Regions from separate parts of the Mus musculus genome. Here all the other regions are linked to region 4. The links are chromatin contacts, called in public HiChIP or PLAC-seq and promoter capture Hi-C maps. All regions are on one chromosome and are shown on one strand. Each heading gives the region's core, a stretch centred on a gene start, on an enhancer-like site or on the middle of the called end of the contact. The rest is flanking DNA. Distances are from core to core; before and after follow the strand shown.

What was found. Promoter capture Hi-C pulls out the DNA fragments that hold promoters and counts their contacts. HiChIP or PLAC-seq counts read pairs in DNA pulled down with a chosen protein or histone mark.
Region 1: a promoter capture Hi-C map of pre-B cells shows a contact between it and region 4, with 4 times the contacts expected there. The contact joins the promoter of D6Wsu163e here to the promoter of Atn1 in region 4. A contact is called at or near these places in 1 of 39 promoter capture datasets (pre-B cells) and 1 of 115 datasets of contacts at active chromatin or transcription factors (astrocytes).
Region 2: a contact with region 4 is called in an H3K4me3 HiChIP or PLAC-seq map of embryonic forebrain, with 3 times the contacts expected there. The contact joins the promoter of Rimklb here to the promoter of Atn1 in region 4. A contact is called at or near these places in 2 of 115 datasets of contacts at active chromatin or transcription factors (astrocytes and embryonic forebrain).
Region 3: an H3K27ac HiChIP or PLAC-seq map of embryonic stem cells shows a contact between it and region 4, with 7 times the contacts expected there. The contact joins the promoter of Slc2a3 here to the promoter of Atn1 in region 4. A contact is called at or near these places in 1 of 39 promoter capture datasets (embryonic stem cells), 1 of 484 Hi-C or Micro-C datasets (embryonic stem cells), 7 of 115 datasets of contacts at active chromatin or transcription factors (embryonic stem cells, extraembryonic endoderm stem cells, pancreatic cancer cells and 2 more) and 1 of 9 other capture datasets (embryonic stem cells).

The regions. Positions count from the first base shown.
Region 1 is chr6:126,935,809-126,941,302 of GRCm38.p6, reverse strand. D6Wsu163e (DNA segment, Chr 6, Wayne State University 163, expressed) reads right to left here and starts at 1,337. Exons shown (of 14, transcript NM_138594.3): 1 at 1,277-1,337. It overlaps Rad51ap1 (RAD51 associated protein 1), which reads left to right and starts at 1,716. Exons shown (of 9, transcript NM_009013.4): 1 at 1,716-1,809; 2 at 5,295-5,350. The coding sequence starts at 1,793.
Region 2 is chr6:122,484,508-122,490,308 of GRCm38.p6, reverse strand. Rimklb (ribosomal modification protein rimK-like family member B) reads left to right here and starts at 4,004. Exons shown (of 6, transcript NM_027664.1): 1 at 4,004-4,218.
Region 3 is chr6:122,740,433-122,746,530 of GRCm38.p6, reverse strand. It overlaps Slc2a3 (solute carrier family 2 (facilitated glucose transporter), member 3), which reads left to right and starts at 3,786. Exons shown (of 10, transcript NM_011401.4): 1 at 3,786-4,155; 2 at 6,051-6,098. The coding sequence starts at 4,141.
Region 4 is chr6:124,752,853-124,759,017 of GRCm38.p6, reverse strand. It overlaps Atn1 (atrophin 1), which reads left to right and starts at 2,531. Exons shown (of 10, transcript NM_007881.4): 1 at 2,531-2,722.

The DNA.
Region 1 (5,494 bases), core at 88-2,587, 2.2 Mb before region 4:
CTTCCTCTTTGCTGGCTATCTTTTATGGTCCTTGAAGATACTAAGGAGGCTGCTATAAGAGAAATTTCATTACTGGTCCAACCCAGCTGTGGACTCTATGAACTCTACTAACCTGCCAGGCAAGACATGCTCATCTGGGCACTAGGGTACCATTATGAGGGTATCCAATTTGCTCTGACTGGATTTGAGGTCAGCTCTATAGGAGCATACCCCTGCCTGGCACTATGATTCCTGTTGGAAACCCATAGCAGGGAAGATGATGGGCCCTGGGGGGGAACATAAATACTGTTGTTCAGTTAAATGGACACTGTCAAACCACCATGTCTATACCCACGACAAGTGCTACTCCCAGACTTAATCAGAGAATTGTCTCTTTCCAGTGAACTATAATGAATGTACAGACTCCAGGTGCCACAAGGTGAGAACATGTGATGGATGGGGACTCGGCCCTAAACAAGGCATTTATACCACCTCTGTGAAGGTTCAAGGAACACTGCAGAATAGGAAGTGGAAAAATAGAGGAACCAGATCATAGAGAGGAAGACAAAATGCCACCTTCTGACAAGACGCTGCCATTACAGCAGTAAACTCACTGCAGTGTCAGAGGTCTGCATAAGATTAGCCTCAGCAGCAGCAGAGGGAAGAGAGAAGACGACTCAGAATGACCCATGTGTCATTAAGGAACTGTTTTCTATGGGCAGATTCAGGAAAAGGGAAGTTATTTTTCAGTTGTGTGCCCACGGGTGCCCCCACCAGGCTCCAATGAGTAGTCGCAATTCAATAGTCTGGTCTAATTAAGATATAGGGTCACAAAAACAAACAAAACCAAACCAAAACAAAAAAAACCCAACGACATGAATCTAGAAAGGGGACTGGTGGAAATGCAGAGATTAGAGGGATGGGCAAGTTAGTAGGGACAGGTGCGACATAAGGTGAGACAGTAATTAGAATACATTGTAACATGAAACAGAACAAAACCAATAAAAACACACGTTTTCATGTTACTCTTTGTTCCTGTGGTCTGTTGCTCTCAGGATACAATTCATCGTAATCCAGTTTACGTCTCCGAATTCTCTGGGTGTGCCTACACCCTGTCAGAGCAACATGCAAAACGACAAGCCTAGTTGACCACAAACACTGAACTGGCAATGGCAAGCTGCACTCCAGCACTTTAGATGGCCCTTAGAAGACTCCTTCTGTTCTTTAAGTCTGTACCAGATACCGTCATTGGGTCCTCCACACTGAAGGGGCTTCTTCGCTGTGGGCTCGAACTCACCTCTCTCATCAGACACCAAAGCACACTTGGAGCTGTCAACGCAGAACTGCCCAAATAAGTCAGCTGACTTCTTGCTTTTTTTTTTTTAACCTCCAATAGATCCACTTTGGCAGATTCGGAACTCATGTTTCTCTTTCCTCAAGCGCCAAGGAAAACGCCTATCCAAGACCCCCTTTGTTCCAGTTATTTTTAAGTTAGTCATTCTAAATATTGGAGGCGTGTCGCTATTTTTATATTGTATTTTAGACTCGGTACCAAATCGCAATTGTGACGAAAGTGCAGTATCAAAACAAAAGCTAAGTCTGAGCAGACAGGATCCAGGATGGCGTGCCCGGGCCACGGTGTGTGTGCGCAGGCGCCCTCTCTTCAGCACGCAGGCGCCGCCTCAGGCAGGCGAGCGGTGATTGGCGGGCTGGCGCAGCGGGGCGTGGAGCGCGACGTCTGGTTTTCGGCGGGAATTGAAACCGCCACAGCTGCTCCCCAGCTCCAGAGCACTGCTGCTCTAGGCAGGGCACCATGGTGCGTCCTATCAGGTGAGTGGTTGGTGACGTCCCGCGGGGCAGAGAGGAAGGACGGGGACGATGGGGGCCACTGTCATGCATGGTTGCGGGAGAGGACGAGATCCGACAGAGGGCAGCGCGATTGGGTGGGTGCTCGTCGCCAGTCTCCGGTGAGAGCCACCCGCTGCTCAGAGGAGCCCGCCTGGCATCTCGCTTGCCGCCCCTCGGCCTCCTTCTGCAGCTGTCGCCCCTGAGTCACCCCACTCCAGAGGGACCTGGTAGGCTAGCATTTGAGTCGCGCTTAACGCGACAGCGAGCGACCGCGTTAAGTGGCTGTCATACGTTGAGCGATACAGAAAAAGCAGGTGTGCCTATTCCCTCAAATCCCTAGGCAGAGAGGCCCATTTAACTTCCAGCTCAAGCCGTGGTGCCCTGTCACATGACCCCCAGTTCCTATCTGCTTTCCTTTAGACTGTTGGAATCTCTCTGTGATCACAACCGGGATGCCAGGCTGGCCATCCATTTAGTAGAATGACTGAATATAGCTGAGACTATGGCCCAGTGGTCCAGTGATTGCCTAGCAGATGAGAGGCCCCCAGCTTCAAACCCCAGTCCTGCAAAACCAAACAACAATAAACTTAGTGAATTCTCCTAGGCCTGTATTGTACTAAGAGCTGGAGGCTACACTCTATTGGAAGAGGGGTGGGGAGAGATAAGGGGGAGTAACAAAATAAACACCACAATGTAACATAGGAGGAAGGAGAAAAGCCTTACTTTAAATCATATGAACGCGTTACCTAGGTAAAATGTAAGGGGCATTCACATGAAATAGGAGCCAAAGCCCAAGGTTCACCATGTTTGAGAAGCAGATTGAAGGTGTGGGATGAACAAGCATGTGGATGGATTGAGGACTGAGTCAGATAGATTACAAAGCAGTTGTAATCTATCTAAATCTATCTAAAGCAGCTTGTAGGTCTTAGGAGTTTGAATTTTATTTGAGACAAATGGGAAATCTGTAGTTTCAGTGGTGGAGGGCCTGAGATATTCTCATTTCACTTTTATAAAGGCCACCGGCTGTTGGTTGGCTCTGAGGGGGACTGGAGTGGCCAGAGCGAAAGCAGGGGGGAGGGGGGAATTGAGATGCTATCAGTTGTGTGTGACTTTGGCACTGTGTGTGTGTGTGTGTGTGTGGTGTGGAGATGGAGCAAGTAAGTTTAGGGTTTTTTTTGTTTTGTTTTAAGATTTATTTATATGAGTACACTGTAGCTGTTCCCAGATACACCAGAAGGGGGCATCAGATGGTTGTGAGCCACCATGTGGTTGCTGGGAATTGAACTCAGGACCTTTAGAAGAGTGGTCAGTGCTCTTAACCACTGAGCCATCTCTCCAGCTCAAGTTTAGGTACTTCTGACAAGTGGTTATAGAGGAGAGAAAACAAAGAATCAAGGTTGACTGTCTCTATGGACTGAGCTACGTCTCTGTATTGACTGAGATGGGCCCCTTTGAGATAATGAGGTTTAGAAGACAGGACTAGATTTCTCTTGCTTCCATGGTGAAATTGGAAGGGGACAGGCATGCAGATATTGAAGACATACTGCTGTTATTTGGGATAGTAGTAGTCACAGTGTTATCCACAGTCCCCTGAATCCTCAGAAGCCCCATGAGATCATGACTGTGGTCTGGTTTTTGTTGTTATTTTGTGTGGTGGGGGGGGGTTGTTTTGTAAATTATTGTGTGAATAAAAGGGGTGAGAATGGTGGTAGACATACATTGTCTTGATTCAGCAGATAACTGTGGGGTCCTTTCTCTTCTTTCCACCTTTCATGGATCCTAGGAGTCACAGGAGGTTGTCAGGGTTGCACAGCGGGTGACTTTGGCCACTGCATCTCACTAGCTCATTACTTGTGTTACAGTAAAGCCAAACCAGTTGTTGTCTTCACTCTTCTGTCATTTACACTGAATGGGGATTGGCACAAACTGAGGCTGTGGTGGTTGTAGTCCTTGCAGTTTCTATTGCCGCATACTCAAATATTTGTTAAAAACAGAAGCCCTTGTGGGCTGGCTCAATAGTTAAAAGAGTGCCTGGTGTTCTTCCAGAAGACTCAAGTTCCATTCCTAACCACGTCAGACAGTTTATAGCTCTTGCAGCTCCTTCCAGCTCCAGGGGGCCCCCAGTTTCCTCCCCTAGCCTTTGCAGATACTGTACTTGTGTGCACATACCCAAGTTTTTAAAGTTCTTTTTAAAAGTAATGGTTTCCTGCGTATCTCACCCTAGTGAGCCTCTAAAATACAATATGTAATTTGTGTTTAATGAATCGATAAGAGTCCATGTCTGTTACAACTCAACCTGAGATATACTTGTCTTTTTAGTAGGCTTTTGGCTTTGTTTACTAATTTTTCAATCCCACAACTTCTTAAGATGCTTTCATATTTTATGTAGCTGTCAAATTCTTAAACTCTGGCGAGTTGGAGAGTAACAAGAACACCTTCCCATTTAAACTGCTCTCTCAGGGAAACACAGGTCTGGACCATGATCTGGACAGTAGACAAGCCTCTTTCACAGAACTCCCATTTTTGCTTGAAAGAAAGGGCTTGTAAGCTTGGGGGCACATAATAGATGACAGAAGGGAAGGAGGGACAGCTTTACGTTGCTCTCCCAGAGGAAGGAGAGTAACCTTTGTACACTGAGCATCCTTTTCTTCTGCCCACTTAGTTCCTACAAAGATGTAGGGACAGACTATTATTGTAAAGTGTACATTCCATTAAGAAAGCATTATTTGGTATTGTAGAGGGATTTTTAAAGTTTTTTTGTTTGGTTTTGGTCTTAGGTGTCAGTGTCTGTTTGGGTATGTGCAATGTCTGAGGAAGCCTGAAGGTTTTTAATCCTCCTGGAGCTGGAGTTACAGGGGATTGTGGGCTGCCTGGCATGGGTGCTGGGAACCGGATTCAGGTCCTCTGAAAGAACAGTGCATACTCTTAACCAGTGAGTCATAGCTCTGCTCTGATAGAATTTTTGAAATATGGTTAAAACTTGACCCGGGCATGGTGGCGCACGCCTTTAATCCCAGCACTTGGGAGGCAGAGGCAGGCGGATTTCTGAGTTTGAGGCCAGCCTGGTCTACAAAGTGAGTTCAAGGACAGCCAGGGCTATACAGAGAAACCCTGCCTCGAAAAAAAAAAAAAAAAAAAAAAAAAAACTGAACAGGTACTTTCTAATGTAAGCAAAGAACAGCACACAGTTTATAAATACCCAGTCACCACTGAACAGAATACAAAGTTTAATTGCTAATATTTGTTTTCTTCTTGCTTTGGGGGTTTCCTGAATTAATTTCTCTTCCCATTATGTGTATTAGGTATGGGTTTGGCTTTTCAGTTAATGCCAAGTTCTTGGCTTTGGATTGAAGTACTTTAGAGAGACTCCAAACACATTTTCCTTTTTTCAAGATTATTAATAACTTTAAGGTGAAGGTAAAAAAATTACTATTTTCAGTAATGAAAAATTTCTGTCTTATTCATAGAAATAGAAAACCAATAAATTATTCACAGTTTGAAGATTCTGGCAATGACTCTGATGGTAAGTAGAGCTTTTTACTTTTCTTTAATAAACTGAGAAATTTATTTCCTCAGAGTTAGATATGGAAAAAATGAAACCCTGGAAACTTAGGTTTAAGCTTTGTTGTACTGGTTATATGTTTGATTTGTTGGTAGAACTTTGATC
Region 2 (5,801 bases), core at 2,755-5,254, 2.3 Mb after region 4:
TATTTTAAAGAAGATCTGAGATGAGAGCTGTCTATACCAACCATGAAGCCTCCGTGTGTGGCCATTCTTTTTTTTTTTGTTTGTTTGTTTTTTTTTTTTTTTGTTTTTTTTTTTTTTTTTTTTTTTGTTTTCTGAGACTGGGTTTCTCTGTGTAGCCCTGGCTGTCCTGGAACTCACTCTGTAGACCAGGCTGGCCTTGAACTCAGAAATCCACCTGCCTCTGCCTCCCAAGTGCTGGGATTAAAGGCGTGTGCCACCACCGCCCGGCATGTGTGGCCATTCTTAGCATTGAGTTTGCAGACAGAAAAGGTGGAGATTTAATCACAATTATGTCATTCAAAAAAAGTTAAATGGTTATGTGTTCATCTAGCACTTAGCCACAGTTTAAAATGAGCTATATCCTTAGTCAAACCTGAGTCAGGATAATCTCTAACATTCCACGAAGAAGCTCTAGGAATCCAGTTTGAGAGCCGACTGTTGTAAAGCTGGGTACCAGCTTAGAAGAAGTGTTAAATATGTTAAGCTTAAGGGCTATGTTTGTTTTATCTAACCCTCAAAGGGGCCACACATGCCGGGGGGGGGGGGGGGGGGGTGGCACATGCCTTTAATCCCAGCACTTGGGAGGCAGAGGCAGGTGGATTTCTTAGTTCGAGGCCAGCCTGGTCTACAGAGTGAGTTTTAAAAATGAACAAAGTATATTTTGCTGTTCAGATATGACTAAGGAAAAGTTTCAATGGACTTAGACCAGAATTCTGGCATTCTCTCTGAGAACTGAGCTTGGGGATGGTCTTCACTTTATTCTGCAGTCTTTCCAGGTCCCTAATGTATGCCTTGGTTCTTTTTTAATGCGAAACACATAAACGACATGCTTTGGCTTTGCTTTTTTGTGTCCCTTCTGTTAGCATACATCTAAACCAATATTGCATACACTCAGTTCGTGCAGGGAGGCTAATATGGTGGATGAAAGGCAGCGTTTTAAAATTGCAAGTGGCCAGTGAGGTGATAGCATAGCTACAGCTTCACCTGCACAGCATCCTTTTTCTGGAAGCTATACGGTTACTATCGGTTGGATTCTGTTACAACAGAACACGCTGTTCATGCTCTGTGCAACTTCTCTTTCTGCCAAACTCTTCGTGTGCGTGTACATGATTGTGTCTGTGGCATGTATTTGTGATCAAGTGTCTCTCTATCACAAAAGGCTTTTTAGAAGGCATTGGCTTTGGTGGACCATGCTTTATGTCCCAGGGGGCTGGCTATCAGAGTAGCTCCTTCCCCGTTTGCTCCGCCCAGCTCACTCCAGGCCTCCTTCCCCGTTTCTTAAGGCAGTATATCATACTTCACGTTGGCTCCTCTTCAAACCCTCTTCACAAAGGTTAGCTTAGGTTGCTCTCAATGATATAACAAAGAATAGCATAGCCACTCATAATCAGCAGGTGCTTCGTGTCAGTGACTTCTTTGGACTTCACCAACTGTAGATTAAAAACAACTGGAAACATGTTCAGGTGTTTTGTCCGTTTGTATATTTGTTGAATTCAGGATGGCATTGCCTGGAGATGGTTTAGGAAGTGTGTAGGTTCTATGCAAGCACTACCTACCATTTCATATATGTAACTTGAATATCCCTAAGAGTCCTAGCTCCAGTTACCATGGATATTGAGGAACTGCTGTGCTTACTAGCTCCTTATGACAATTCTAAATAAAGTAGGTGTGCTGGCTATTCCTGGTCGTCAACTTGACTCTAGCTGGAATGAACTACAATCCAGAATTGGGGGGCACACCTGTGATCCAGATTTTTTTTTCCCCAAGACAGGGTTTCTCTGTGTAGCCCTGGCTGTCCTGGAACTCACTCTGTAGACCAGGCTTGGCCTCGAACTCAGAAATCCACCTGCCTCTGCCTCCCAAGTGCTGGGATCAAAGGCGTGTGCCGCCACCGCCCGGCATGATCCAGATCTTGAGGCTGGAAGACACAGGTTTCTGATCTGGATCTTGACATGGAGATCCTGAGGTAAAGTAGCCAGGAAAAACTCAGGTTTAGGCAAGGTAGTACACACCTTTAATCCCAAGAGATTGAGGCAAGGAGATCAGCCCGGGACAAAGCAAGTCCCAGATCCAGGCCTGGTGGTGTACACCTTAATCTGGGTGGGCCACACCTTCTGCTGGAGGTCTACATAAGGACTTTGGAAGAAGGAAGATTCACTTTTCTTGCCAACACGTCTGTTGGAATCTTCTTCTACAGGAGACCAGCTTAAACAACTAGCCTCGTGGGACCAAGCAACTCTTAACTAGACTGCCATTCACAGCTGGCCATTGTCGGGACTACAGACTGTAAGTCATCACAATAAATTCAATATAGAGAGACGTTCATAAATTCTCTAACTCTAGAGAACCCTAATACAGCAGGCAACTCCCTTTTAGCGTCACTAGGGAGGCGAATTTTCTTCAGAAGACCACAGAGGTAACAGGAACAGTCATCCAATCCTAGGTTGTTGTATAGCTCTTAAAATTTATACAATCTCTGTATTCACACGTGGGGAGACAGAGGTAGAGCTAGAACACACTTGTGGGAAGTGGTCTTCTGGCTTGGCAGAGGTGTACAGGTGCCTTATCCTTCGAGCAATTATTTCACCCACCCTCTAGACCAGTGGTTCTCAACCTTCCTAATGCTTTAATACAGTTCCTGATATTATGATGACCCCCCCCCCAACTGTTAATTCCTAACTGTAATTTTGCTACGGTTATGAATCGTAATGCAAATATCTGTTTTCCATGGTCTTAGGTGACCTCTGTGAAAGGGTGGTGACCCACAGAAAACCACCTGCGCTGCTGGTCTTCGGGATCTGAAATCAGTAGCTATGACTTGACACGGGGTACAACATGTTTGAATTGTAGCTCATATCTGATGTCTGAAGTTATTTAGGAATGCATTTTCATTGTAAAGGCTTCACTCATGGTGTAGAGAAGGGACTTAAGTAGTGGACTGTGGTCAAATGTTTCGCCTCTTCTTTGGACGATTTGTTAGGTTTCAGGATGTAGGAAATGCTCCTAAAATATATGATGTTTATTCTGACATCAACTCGCCAAGCTGGCTCTAGCTTCCTTGTCTATCTTTGAACCTGCCCAACCCATAGTATTTATCATATCGCTTATTTTTGAGGCATCGGATCGCCTGCCTGTGATCCTCCTGCCTCAGCCTCCCTTAGTGTACCAAGCTCGCCTGAGGCTGCAGTTAACGCGCCTTTCCATACAGAGGTATTGTCTTCGGTGCGATCGCAGATCCGGACTATTACAGTTACCATCATCTTTGTCCCCAAATCTCTGCCTTCTGGTGAGGCAGGACGCTAGGGAGGGAGGGTGGCTGGCCCCCTTAGCGGGCAGCGCGAGTACCCTGGCCAGACCTCGCGGCCGGAGGCTCGGAGGGGTCGGCGGGCATCAAAGCGCTCACGGCCGCAGCCCAAGGAGGGGCTGCGCGGGGCGGGAGGGCGCACAACGGCAGGGCCTACTCTCGCGGTGCCGAGCGGAACAAACCTCGCCCCCTACCCGTTTTCCAGGCTCCGAGAGGACGGTTTGGGGGGTGGGGGTGGAGCGGCGAGGCGCGCGTCCTTGGAGCGCCCGCGTGCCTCCCCTTCGCGAGCGCGCGCCCCGCGGCTACCCCTCCGGCGGCGGGGCGGTCTCCTCGCAGGTGTCAGGAGTCGGCCGAGCGCGCTCGCCGCCCCGCCCCCCGCCCGCCGCCGCCCCCCGCCCGCGAGTGCGGCGCTCGGGGGCGGGGCCGCGCGGGTCCTCGGCTCGGGCGGGGGGCGCGCGGCGCCTCGGTCTGGGGGACGCGGGGCGGCCTCGCCGGCGTCGTGCGCTGTGTGTGAGTGTGTGTGTGTGAGTGCGTGTGTGTGAGAGAGAGAGAGCGGGGTCGCGCGCGCGCGCGGTCGAGCGACAGGCGAGTGAGGGAGGGAGCGAGCGGCGGCCGGGTGTGAGCGAGTGTGTAGGAACGGGAGTGCGGGCGTCGGGGGGAGGGGGGAGGGAGGGAGAGGCCGGCCGACCGCGAGGCCGTGAGAAAGTGGGCGAGTGGGTGAGGACGCGCGGCCTGGCTGCGGGAGCCGGCGGCGAGGAGAAAGGAGGCGGCTCCCGGCATCCCGCCCCCTCCCCCTCCTCAGCGGACTTCCCGCGGCCCGCGCTTGCTCCTAGGCGGCGGCCGGCCGGGCAGGCGAGGGAGGAGCCGGCGGCCAGGTGAGCAGCGGGCCGCCCGGGGCGGCGGCGGCGGCGGGGGCGTGGGCCGGGGGCGCGCCCTCGAGCCTGAGGCTTCGGCCGGCGACCCGGAGCCGAGCTCGGCGGCGGCGGCGGCGGCGGGAGCGGACTCGGCGCGGCGCGGCGCTGCGCGGGGGCGGGCGCCGGAGGCCGGTGGTCGCTGGGTACCACAGTCGGCGGAAGCTGAGAGTCGGCTGCCTGCGGGAGGGGGCGTGAGGCGGCGGTCGCGGCGTGGAAATTAGGCTGGTTGCCCGTGTCGCCGAGGGGGTGTGGTAAGCTTGGGAATGCTGCTTAGAGTAAAACCTGCCGGCTGCTCGGCTGTCCTCAGGGGTGTGGTTGTCGCCACTGTCCTTGTTTCCTCTGAAGAATTTGACGTGACCGAGGCAGGAGGATGCTACGAGCCTCACCCTGATGTTACTACGTCCATCCCAAGGAGTACAATTTAGAGTAGCGATCGGCTGTTTCTATTTTCTTTTTCTTTAACAACCTTTGGAACAAGAAGGAAGAAGGTTACCAAATTGAATGTTTGACTAGAGTAGATCCCCCACATCCGGATAGAGAACAACTTAAGTCCTATTAATTTATTGTTTCTCATCCCAGGTTTGTAATCCCTGTAATTCATGAATAGAGACGGAGTGTTAAATCAATGAGGTTTTTTACTAACCAACCTGTATATACCTTGAATGTGAATTTTCAGTGCTATTTTCCCAACAATTGCCTGCAGTTTTCCCAATGCCTGAAGTTGGGTTAAATTCCAAATCTATGTGGAAAGTATATCAGTTGAATATGGAGAGTTTTTCGTTGTTTGGCTTTTTTTTTTCCTAGACATTCTTAAATCATTAACCAAAATCCCAAAGATTTAAGTGCCATTTAAGTCTCTTCTCCTTCATAACGGGTACGTTGGAGGTTATTTCTTCTGTTTTAAAACAGTTGATAATATATATTTAAAGATACTTGGAAGAAAACAAGGACATTTCAGTCAGTTGTAACCCAAACCATTGTTAGTCTTTTATAGTAGGTCTCTTCTAGTCCCTCGTGTCATTGCTTCTTAGTTTGTCAAACTATTTTCATCTCCGTTTTCTGGTAGCTCCTTAAGGTACTAGAGTCCATGTGTTGGGGAGTGTTTTGTCCGATTCTGACAAAAAAAAAAGCTACGAGCTAGACAGTCACCCAGTCAACCCAGTCAAGAACCGCCTGGGTCCTCTTTCTTTTTACATCTCATAAAGAGCTCGGTGCCTAACCTACATTTAGCCTGTTGCCCGATGCCCACCAGCTACCATCTGGCTTCTGTTAGTTTATACTGGACAAGTTTTATGGAGAAAAAAAAATTGAGCCCCTGTTGAATATACACTTCAGTAGTTGCATGGGGGGTTAGAATGACAAAGTTATCTCTCCCCCTTACCCCCCATTTCCTCTTTGGCCATTGAACTGCTGGGCCCTGAAGATTGAGGCAGGAGGGACCGAAGGCAAGGAATAGGTTCTTCACTCAGAGAAAGAAGCAGGAGTCACTTTATTCAGGGCATAGCATCGTAACCTGGGAGAAAAGTGGGTGGAGGAAGGACTAC
Region 3 (6,098 bases), core at 2,537-5,036, 2.0 Mb after region 4:
CCCTTTAGCATGGCTGTGCTGGACCTGGATTCTAGCACAGGAATCTTTGGAGAACACACTTATCCATCCATGGCATACAGTAGCAAAATGTGCAGAACTCCAGGGCACTCTTGATTGGTTTTGGTGTTCTCTATAGGTTTCTCCTAGTATGACAATCACAGTGAATTATTTACCTATGGGGTGACACACTCACGTGGGTGGTGTGTTTGTGTGTGCTCGAACTCAGGTCACTGAGTTCAAAACTACAGTTTCATTTTAAAAGAGGATTTCAGGCTGAAAATACAGCTCAGGATATTCAAAAGGACCTATGTTCAGTAACCAATGTATGGGAGTGGGGGGGAAGAAATGAAAAGAAAAACGATATTTCGCTGGGCAGTGGTGGCGCACACCTTTAATCCCGGCTCTTGGGAGGCAGAAACAGGCAGATTTCTGAGTTCGAGGCCAGCCTGGTCTACAGAGTTAGTTCCAGGACAGCCAAGGGTACATAGAGAAACCCTGTCTCGAAAACAAAAACAAAAAAGAAAGAAAAAAGAAAAAAAGAAAAAGGATATTTCACCTCAATACCCAAAAATTGACTCTTCCATCAGAGGCACACTGTAAGTAAGATGCACATTGGATTCTGAAGGCCTGGTGCAAAAATATCAAAATAGATTATTAGTCATTTATGTTGGTTAGATGTTAATATGAGAACTTTGAGGCCTGAGACTGGTATGGTCAGCCCCAGACTGAATCCCCTGCACTGCAAAGAGAAGAAGAGAGTGAAGTGAAACAGAGAACTTGGGACATGTCAGATGGGATAAATATAATATAATAAAATTAACGTGTGTGCGTTAGGTTTTGTTGTTGTTGTTGCTGTTGTTAGCGCTGCTGGAATGTTTTAAACTGTGGCCCACGCGCCTGTAGTCAAAGGTGCTTTGAACCCAGGGCTTATTAAGGAGGCACCACTGAAGATCTGTGAGTAGATTGCTGTGCTTTGAATTTTAACTTAGGGTCAACACTACTTTGGAATTTGTTCCTGGAGACTTTGGGATACGCAAGATCTGCCACAGTGATGAGAAGCTGGGGGCTGGAATCCGGTTTTCAGGACCGGCAGCAGTAATGAATGGTTTAAAGGCAGTGTCAACAGGAGAAGCGGCATTTCTCAGATTTTTCCTTTCTTCACCCCAGGGCTGCTGCTGCTGCTTCTTTTTTTTTTTTTTAAACCGTGTTTTCAGATTCAAAGTGAATTATGGGGACACCTCACCTGGTAGGGAAAGATTAAAATCAGACACACGAAACCATGCAGGTTGCTGTTTGTGGGGACTGATAGAAATGTAAAGCACGGGGTCTGGGCAGTCCTTACAACTGGCTCTGCTTGCGTTTTCCCAGGCCGGGGGCACTGTGCTGAGTTTAAAATCTTGAGTGCTCTTTTGTAGGATCCCTTGTCCTTCTGCTTAGTTGTCACACTAGCAAACCTCAACAGGCTAACAGCAGGAGACCAGATTGGGGCTCCAATTGTGCAGGTGTGTGCATTGGGAACTGGTATCCCAGGCTATTGTTCTTGTTCCCTCTCTCCTAAGCACACCTACTTTGCTCTTAGCTCCCAACTGGGTACTTTTACTAAAGTCCCCTTCGTGCTTCTCCCTCTTTGATATCCAGCAAAGATAGAAGAACTCTCAAGCAATCTAAGGACACGTAGTAGATAGGTGTTGTTACTGCATCTCAGCCATGAGGCTGTTGAGTGCTTTGTCCCTCAAGGTTGGTCACCCTCACTGGGACTTGGACTTTTCGGTCAATTGGCAACCACTCCCACAGAGCACTGAGGACCCCAGGGAACCCGGCACAGGAATTCCTACAATGTACCGAGTTCCCCAGGGAACCCTTCACATGCACTCCCACAGTGCACTGAGGACCCCAGGCAATCTCTAACAGCTAGTCAGCAGCTGGTCTGTGTTGCTCGAGATGAGGACTGTCTGTCTTGGACTCTGCTGCTAAGCCCACAGTAGCATGAGGCCTTGTGGCTTAAGCATCAGACGAGCTTCTGCTTTGAAGAGCATTTGTCTCAATTTGTTTAGCACTTTTTAGATTCTTGGGAATTCAGCTAAATTCCAGCTGTAATCTTTAAAAAACATACATTGCTGCAAGCATAATTTTCTCTGTTTCAGAGCTAATCTTAGGCTTTGGAGCATCTGTCTTTCCCAGATCACTAGCCCACTTCCACCCTCCCGAGTGCCTTAAAGAAAAAAAGAAAAGGAAAAGAAAAAAAGAAAAACACCTTTATATTTTATGCATTATGGGTGTTTTGCCTACGTGTATGTCTGTGCACCAAGTGTTGTACAGCACCTGGAAGGCTGGAAGGGAACCTGGTCTACAAAGCAAGTTCGAGTATAGCCAGGGCCACACAGAGAAACCCTGTTTCCAAAACAAAACAAAACAAAACAACAAAAAGAGGACAACTTTGTGGACTTGGTTTTCTCCTGACACCATGTGTGGGTCGTGGGGATGAAACTCAGGTCTCCAGACTTGGCAGCAAGTGCCTTTACCTGCTAAGCCATCTTGACAACCTTCATTATTTCTAATGTGGCTACAGGAAAATGGAATGTTGCACCAAGTGGCTTGGATTCTCTTTCTACTGGCAGGCACTGGCCTTTGGGCTTTACTATTTCTTTAGCTGCTAGATTCAGTTGCTGTGGTAATTAAACGGCGCTTCCGACTCAGTGCTTCTAGGAAAGAAAAATGACGAGAGCAAGGGGGTGCAACCTCGGGGATGATTTTCTTGCGCGGTCCGGTTCACTCCACCTCAGTTTTCTCAGCAAGCATCCGATTTGGCAAAGACCCTCCTTTAAGGAGAAAGGGACCAGGTTTGCTTCAGTTCAGTCCATCAGTCTAGATCTCTGCCCAGAAAGCTAGGGACTGAAGATGCCTTTCCTTCCTCGAGCCTATACCAAATCACTCTTCAGGGGAGGGGTCGCCTTCCCTCCCCCGCACCGGGAGTCAGAGCCTAGAGCCTCAGTGTCACACGTTTATCACGTGCTCAGCTGCTTCACTCTGGAGCTCACCTGAAATGTGCCTGCCTCCTGCAGGCCATCGCAGGCCTCTCTGTAAGCTCTCCTTTCGCGTACCCAACTTTTTAGGTTTCTTTCAGTGTGGTAGTGAAGTACTTGTCTCAAGTTTGTCTTTCGAGAGACACACAATCCCTAGGTAATAGTATGTTAGCAAACGTTTCTTATATGAGAATCAGTTACCCTAGACTGATTGTTCTGGGGGTTTAACCTAGAGCCGCGGCAAGTGCTATACCACTGCGAGACACCTCCACCCCAGCTCTTAATTTTTTCTTCCCGCTTGAGAGCTATGCACTCAGCAAAAATCTGTAAGTTGAATTAGATATTTGTTGTGTTTCTAGATGCTGTTAATCTCAAAACAGAGCTGAGAGAGGCAGAATTCACAATGGGTGGGGTGGCGTATGCTGTGGTGAGGAATTGGGGCTGTGTACTTCACTTGATCCTTCTTGGAGCCTCAAGTCAAGAAGGCTGCCTTCACACCTGGATGCGTTTTCTTGGACTGCCTCGCCTTTCCCTCCTTCAAGGCGAGTACACCCAGCCTATAATGAAAACGCATTATCAATTCTCTGCTTCCTGCTCCTTGGATGACTTTCAACTAAAAGCAGCACTGACTCTACTCTGCGTTTAGACTGATTCCATCCCGACTGCCTTCAAATTTGCCCGCCCTCCAAACTTTGTTTTAGTATTTTTTTCTGTGAAACAAAAAGGCTGTCGGCTCTTGAAAAGGGGAAGGAATTTGGAAGCGCTTTGAGGGGAAAAAAAAAAGAACCACGAGGAGGATGTGGTAAAAAGCAGGAGGGGGTGGGTGATGGTGGTTGATTGCAAAGGACAGGGGCTGGGGGTGGAGCGGTGAAGATCAGATAAGAGGTCACTGAATTCCTGGGGTCACAGGTTAAGGATTGGGGGGTGGGAGGTTGAAGGCTCCACCCCTTGCAGAGATTATAAATAGGTAGGCTGGGCTTCGGGCTGTGATGCTTTCGGTGATAGTCCTTAAGCCTTCTGAGAGCGGCTTCTGTAGGACCCGAGGAACACTTGCTGCCGAGAACATTGGCTGGATACCTCTAGATCTACCTTAAGACTTGAGAACTAGGTTGGGACCATGGGGACAACGAAGGTAAGAGCTGGTTGTTTTTATTTGCTTGTTTGGGGTCCTCACGGAGGTAGGTCGTGGTGCGGATCGCCGTGCTCCGGTTTCTCCTAAGTCACCGAGCCATCCGGACGGAGGCCTTTTCTTATCAGCTCCAGCAAGCAATTCGATACTAGTGTTAGCGTTCTAGGCATCTCCTACCTGACGAGGATCCTCTCGGACACCTTCTTAGCACGTGAAAGTCACCTCAGAAGCTGTTTGCCTCTCGGGTGTGTTTGAGGTAGCTGTGATGAGAGCGAAGAGGGTAGGACTTGGCCGCGGGGGTCTCGGAGCCAGCTGGAAGGCTTGGGAAAGGCTTAGACCTTGAGAGGACGTGGGGTTGGCTTGGGTTTGCTGTTCAGCATCCCGCTATCGGTCCTTGGGTTCCCGGTACTGTGGGGAGGGAAGTCCAGTTGTCCTTACTATGGTTGTGAGTGCAGGATGTATCGGAGTTAGTGTGGGCGGAGGGAGGAAGGCAGTATTTGTAAGGAAAAGGGCATTTCCACGAAGATTAACTTGGAAATTAAGTAAATTAAGAGACCGTGAAAAAAAAATCAGGATAAAAGAGGGGATGTCTGTAAAGAGGGTTTTACAACAAGGAAAGGGCCTTCGCCTGGAAGGGACAGCACTTAACCACCGAGAGACTGGGAGGCTGCCGGGAAGGTCAGCTCGCTGCTAGACGCTCCCAGCCTGCCACCGGGAGTGACCTTAAGAGGAACTTAAGGACAGGTGAAGAGGTTGTAGCAGGCCAAATAGGTCGGCCTCAGACTCCAGTTTTGAGATGTCCCTGCCTGCTTGAGTGATTTCCCAGCAAGGTGAGGAGATGTCTGCCTGATCCCCCCTTGCTAAAAATGGCTCCTAATAATGTGTTTAAAATGAGCAGAGGCTCTGGCCAGCTGGGCGGAGAATGGTACCATATTTAGAGAACAGGAAGACTCTCAAGAGGGCCCAGGATGTTGCTGGTGGGTTGGGTAGTCTAGAGATAAGAAAAATAAAAATCTGAGCATAGCACCTCGCACCTGTGACTCCAAACCTGAGAGGCTGAAGCAGGAGAAGTGAGGAGCTGACTTGAGGTTAGCTTGGAGTACAGAGCGTGGGACCTCCTCTCAAAGAGAGGAAGAGGAGATGAGAGAGAAACAGGTGGTGGGAGAGGAGAAAAAGGAATTCACACGGTTAGTTCCGGTGCTTGGGGGTCGGGGGGGGGGTGGTGCGGGGGGAGAAGGGGGTCACCTGCCATCTACCATGCTGGTGTGGCTGCTCCTTCCTGCTCCTGTTCTGGCCTCTACAGTCTGTGAGGCGTGGTGGACCCACATGGAGTCTGGTTCTGCCCTCTATGCTTTGAGGGGTTTGGGTCTGTTATGTTTTATGTTTTGAGACAAGATCTCACTGTAAGCCTGGACTAGCCATGAACTCACCGATAGTATTCCACAACCCTGCATTCACCGTTCCCTAGGGCAGTCAGATACCTGTGTCTATCTGGTGACGTTTTTGGTTGCCTTTTCTTTTTGAGAAATTTAGTTCAGGCGGACTTTGAACTCAGGATCCTAGGGTTCTAGGATTACAGTTGTTCACCACCCTAGTCCGGCTGGTGAAATGGTCTTGTTTTTGCTTTTCGGTTTTTTTTTTTTTTTGTTTTTGTTTTTTGAGACAGGGTCTCACTGTGTAGCCTGGCTGGCCTGGTACTAGCTATGTAGATGAGGCCAAGAGAATTGACTTAAATTCCTTTTTAGGTCTTTCTCTCCAAATGCGCCTGAAATCCTGGCATTCTAAGCAAAGGCAGGAGAAATGCCTTAAGATGGACTCCAAGCAGGCATCCTTGGGAAGGGAAAGAATGTCACTGGTCAAAGTGTGTAAGCATTTCCCCTTGTCTGCTTGCTCTCCAGGTGACCCCATCTCTGGTGTTCGCCGTGACTGTTGCCACGATCGGCTCT
Region 4 (6,165 bases), core at 1,282-3,781:
TGGGCCTCCAAGGCCCCTCTCTACTTTCCTTTTGTGCCATTGCCTGGAGACCAGGTGATTGTAGGGGGCTGGGGCCAGAGAGGGAGCTGGGGTGAAGGATAGGGGTGGGGTGTATATTTAATGCTCCCAGCAGCTGAGCTGTGAGCCTGGTCTTGGGTACCAGAGGAACTGGAAGGTGTAGTGCTGGCTTCTTTTCCTAGTTCCATGCCTTGTCCTTCCCTAGGCCTACATTTTTCTTTTAGGCTTAGATAAGTTACCATCTTGGCTGTTGCCTTAGCGGCTAAACAAGGGTAGAGGTTGAGTCTGGAAAGGATTGGAAAGGTCCTAGGCCAGGCCTAGTGGGAAACTAAAGGAAAGAGAGGAAATGCTATGGGGAGAGGGGGGAGGGAGGAGGAGTCTCAGAGCAAAATTAGTTGGTACAGGGAAGGAACTAGGTCTATCTTAGAGCACAGAGAAAAAGACGTGAAGGGTACACAGGAGAGGACCTGGTCTCTGGGAGGCCCTGGAAGGGGACAAGCAAATGGGTATGGGGGTAAAGTGAGGCCCTGCAGAGGCAAGGGACTTCACAGTGGGGTGATGGGATATTTGTTCCTAGAGGAGCCAAGCATTCTTGCTTGGTCTCCCTAGTGCTTTGGAATCTGTGTAGAGCTTTTGGGTAAGTTCAAGAGCTTGGCTGAATCTGGCCTAAGGAATGGTGGTGTAAGACCTACTGGGTGGCTACTAGGCTAGCCGTTCTCCTCCCTTCCACAAAGGCAGTTTGCCCACTCAGTGTCCCCCACTCCACCCACTAGGTCTGAGCTAGGCTGGCCCCCTACAAGCTCTCTACCCCCACCTCCAAATCTGGTGAACTACTAAGGGCTCCCAATCCAGACTCCAGCTCCAGCTCTTCCGGGCTCCCAGCCTGCCTCCCTCCCTTTCTCTAGCCTTCCCAATTTCAGCTGCCAAAAATCACCCTGTCTCTAGTGTCCTTTGTCCTGAGAGATGTTGCTGCTGGTTTGGGGCCAGAGAAGGAGCCCAGAAGAAGGCACCACTGGAGTGATGGGGGTGCTGACTTCATGGCTGTAGGTTGGGCATGGCTGGCACGCTGACTGGAGAAGAGTTGGGAGGAGCATGCTGTAGTCTGTGCTGGGGACTACTTCCATATTACAATTGTTATGGGGAACCTGGGCACCCTAAAATGTATGTAGGTCCTTTCCACCTAATCCCCCACTTCATCCCTTCTGTGACCATGACCAAAGATGCTACTAGTAATGACTTCAGACTTGAGAAGGTCTAGTTCAGGAACCTCGAGAAAATGAAGGGCCCAAAAGTGAAGTGCCACCTCTTAGTTACCTCTTCCACACTAGGGCCTGGACCCCAGTCTGTCACTCCTCCAGGGTTCTCCCTCCGTCTCTAGCTCCTCTCTTTTCCCATCACTGGCCCTCCCACCACGTTGCCACAAAAGCCCTATTTATCTTGTGTTTCCTTCCAGACCTCTCTAATTCATTCTCCTCCACTTTATTTGCCAAAGGAAATAGTTCTTAGTTCGATTGGAAGTCCCCACATTCATGTTTACCAACCCAGCCCACCCCAGTCTCCCTCTAGAATAGGCATCCTCTGCCCTCCACCCCTCTTCTGAGACTTCTCATGCCTTCTCTCCCACAGAGGGATCTCCGGACTTGCCTCCAGCTTTCCTTCATCATTCCCAAATTCTTGTGGTTTGCATTCTTCTCAACACCAATCACTGCCTTAAACGCTTATCTCTTCCAGAAACACCATTCTCCTAGTACGTCTTCATCCTTTCCCGCCCAGGTCCACAAACTTCCATCGTAGGCTCTCCAAAATAGCTCCTAAACCCCTCCAGCCTCTACTTCTGGCCCTTCCTCTCCATCTTTCCAATACAGTCCCATTATCCAAATCTCTACTTCATAATTCCCCAAACTCCACCTACTTCACCCCTGCCACAGCCCCTCTTGTCCCCAAACTTCTCCAGCCTCCCCAGGTCTGCCTTCGCAGTCCACAGCCCCTCCCACCCAGCCCTCTCCCGCGCGGGGCCCGCGAGCTCCCCACGCTCTGCGCAGCGAGGCCCTCTCTCTCTGCGCCCCGGCCGGCTTCGGCCAACTCGCCCGGCGCCTCCCCTTCCCCGATCCTCCGCCCCCCGACTGCCGCGCGCTCCCTCCCTCGCGTCTCCTCCGGGCCCCTCTCTCTCCTCCGTTCCTCCGCGCTCCCTCCTTCTCCCTCTTCCTCCCTGCTCCCATCCCCCTCTCCCGAGCGCCCTCCCTCCGCCGTCCGCTTTCCTGTGCGAGTCGCCGGACGCGCCGCCCAGCCTGTCCGTCCGCCCGCAGCCCCGCGCCCGACCGGGGCCTCGGGCCAGGACGCGTTTCGGGGTGGCAGGCCTCGGGGCGGGCTAGGGGCGCGCGGCACCAGCGGCGGGAGGGTCGGGGGTCGCGGGCCTCGCCGGGACCGCGAGTGCGGGCGGAGGCGGGCGGTGCGGCGGGGGCGGGCGCGGGCGGCGCGTTCCGGGCGGGAGGGCGGGCGAGGAGCGCGAGAAGCCGATCGGGGCTGCGCGGGGAGCCGGGCATGGGGGCCGCCCTCCGGGGGGGCCGGGGCCGCCGCCGCCGCCGCCGCGGCAGCGACTGAAGCCGCGCTGTAAGGAGGGGCGGGGAGTGGCCGCCGCCGTCCCCGGGAGGCGCCGGAGCCCGACCGCACTCGCAGCCAGCCAGCCGTCCCGAGCTGCTCGCAGGTAAGGTCCGCTGCCGCCGGCCCGGGCCGCCCCGTTCCGGCCCGCGGCTCCCCGCCCCCACCCCTCCCGGTCCCCCCTCCCGCCGCCGCCTCCATTTGTTATTTTCCCGGTCGCGTTCCCTCATTGCGGGCACGACCGGGCCCGAGGCTGGGGACTCAGGGGGTGGGGCCGCCCGGAGGAGGGACGCGGGCCTGGGAGTCGCGAGCTCGGGAGGTGGGGGGAGGAGGGTTTTGGGAGGAGGGCTGACGGGGCCGAGCGTCGCCAGGACCAGAGCCTAAAGGGGAGGAACGCCGAGGTGGAGACTTGGCGGAGGTAAACCGGGGGATGCTGTGCGGGTGGTTCGCGGAGAAGGCAGGACGGATCGGAGAGATGGCAGCGAGGTGGGGCGTGAAGGCTCCAGTAACCCCACAGGCCCAGCACCGGGTTTCCAGGTTGCGGGTCTTGGGAACAGGGAAAGGGGTGTGGTAGGTGGTAAAATGAGGGTTGTAGCTGCCGAGACGGGGGATTGAACCTGGGGGGAATGGAGATGAACCGGGAGAGGCCCAGCTTTGAGAAGACCGACGTTTTTTGGGGTGGAAATGGGAAGGCCATATCTTTTGTGACTCAGTTTTCTTTCCCCCAATCCTGGTCACCTCTGACCCCGTTTTCCTAATCCCAGACCTAGTTACTTCGTGAAGGGGGGGCACTGAGTCTTGGTAGTGTGAGTCCTCCTAACACGAATAAGAAAGGCAGGGATACTGAAGGGAGAATTGGGAAGGTTGGGAGGATGGGAAAGAAGAGAAGATTGGGCAATCATATAGGCATTCCAAGGAATTGTGACCTCCACCCTCACCCCCAGAGCATTGGCTGTCCCATAGGAGGACTTCCTTACTGCCTTGATCTCAGAGATCTCTTTGTGCCTGGGGTAGGTTACCCTAAAGCTCCCTTTCCTGAAAGGTTGGAGTTGCTCTGGCAACTAAGGTGGTAATAGTGGCTGCCAGATGGACCCCTGGGATGGTCTCTTGGGGGGCACTTTTTTTTTTTATCCATTTTGTTGCCATGGTAGTGAGACAGTGGGAAGTCCAATAGGTGGGGATTCAGTATGTAGATTGGGCCTCTCTCAGCCTGTAGCTTTGTCCTTGGTGGGTCTCCGGGAGATGTTTCTGGTGTTGCCCCAAGTAGGGTTTCCTAAGGAGGCATCCCTTCTCCTCCAGAAGTCTATTGGAACAAGTAACCCTGTTGCTTGCAGGTCATTCCTGCAAGCCTCTACCTGGGTATGGTGCGAAGATGAAAATGTTGTTGTTCAAACTATATTGTCTTGGGCTGGGGGTAGCTCAGTAGCAGTGTTATTTCCTAGCATGCATACAATAGGCCCTGGGTTTGAGCTCCAGAACCAAAAACAAAATAAAAAAAAAACAACCAAGTTACATCACCGCGGGCAATTTCTGTCGGCCTCTACCACTCTTATTGTCTTATAAATGGTTGACTCTTTAAACTACTTTATCTCCTTGAATTCCTCTTTGGGTCTCTCTTCCTTCTTTGTCAGTTCTCAGGGTGACCCTTTCATTCAACTGATCTTTGGCCTTTTTTTCTGAACCTACAAATGTAGCGTAGCTCTCCATGCCTGTCTGGGTGAGGGTGGCCCAGGGGCGATGGCTATGAGAGAGGTTAGAGCAGAGCAGGATGCTCTGGAATGGGGGCTGGGAGACCGATGTCCCTCTGTGACCTTGGGCAAGTCACTTCTCTTGTCTTTGCGCTTCACCTTCTTGGTGTGATGAGATGGCCTCTAGTTCCTGCAACAGACCTGGGTTCTAACCAGGCTGCATTATCTGCTCCTCTGTGCTTTATGGATGTCTTGGTCATTTTCACCTGATTGTTAATGTGGCAGGTCTAGAATGGATTTGGGGTGGTTGGTGATCCTGGAATACATCTTGTAAGCTCTTCCCAGGAAGTCTGTGACATGGTCATTTTCTGACATTCCTGTCATATTTGCTCCTTACTTTTTAAAAATTTAATTATACGTATGTATTTATTTTGTGTGTGTGCTACAGTGCACATGTGCAGGTCAGAGCGTGACTTGAGTTGGTTCTCTTCTACCATGTGGGTTCCATGGTCCAACTCAGGTCATTGGTTTTAGTAGTAATCTCTGTTTGTTGTTTTTGAGATGGGCTTTTAGCCAAAACTGTCCTTGAACTCACTGCCTAAGGAAATGACCTTGAGTTTCCCTCTATTTGCAGTCCTGAGATTGCAGGCCTGGACCACACCCTGTTTTATAAGGTGCTGGGGATCTAACCCAGGCCTTCTCGGAATCTCACCTCTGACCCACACCCACTTCTCTTAGTTTTCTTCCCTCTGCCTACCCATGGACTCTTTTCTGATTTCTTATTTCCCTGCCTTCCAAGTTTTGGTCTTCCTTGCTTTCTTTTTGCCATAAGGTGATGAGGGCAAATGTGTGTTGTTGTACATGGTAGGTGCTTCTAAGTGTTAGACAGAGACAGCCTTCTAAGTGTCTAAGTGTTAGACAGGCAAGATGAAGCGCCACGTGGCCAGTTGGTTTTAGAGTCCCACTGTACCTGTGTTAGACTTAACCTACGATCTGACCCCAACCTCTTCCCAGTTCCATTCCTTCTTCTGCCGATCCCAGGAACTTCTTCCCCATTGAAGACTGTTTTTCTTTCAGATTTCAGCTGACTAAAAAAGGTAAGAAGGTGATTGCTCTGTTCTCCAACAAATTTTGTTGTAATTTTTGACCTTTTGGGTCTTTTAGGATCCAAACTAGCTTGGTGACCAGGCTCTGTGATGAGAGGAGACTGTCACTAGGCTCTAGGGGTCCTGATAAGGAAACTAGCCACAGGTGGTCATCTCTGTTATCCTTGTTACCGTACTCTCTTCTGTTCAGTACTGTTCTTTGGACATTTGCTTCTTCTCCATCCTCTTGTTTTTCCATCTGTAGTTTTATGTGTTGAGAGGATTTCATGAAACTTAGACTGGCTTTGAACTTGCTATTTGCCGAGAGTGGCTGGTCCTGCCTTCACCTCTCAAGTGCTGGATTTCAGGAATGCGTCCCGTGTCTGGTAATGCATACTCTGTTAAAAACCAATCCACAAACTATCTAGAAAGTGTAATTGTAGCTATAGTTGAAGTACACTAGTTTGCAGGGCAAAGCATCAGTTGAAAGTTTGGACTTGGGGCTCTGTCCCATCCATTTTGTGCCCCCTTAGGAATAAGTAGTTAAGTTTCCTGGAAAGGTTAGACTCACTGGTTCCTCATTGCCTGCCTCAGTATGGCCCAGGGGTGATGGACAAAGAGTAATCACCTTGTGTTCCTTAGAGAAAGTACATGTAAAAATGTCATTAACCTGTACCTGCCAATTCAGAATGAGTGGGTAAACTGAGTCTGTTCTTTCCAAGGTTCCCAGCTAATTAAAAAAACCTGCTTAGCCCAGGGTATGCCAGTAATTTCAG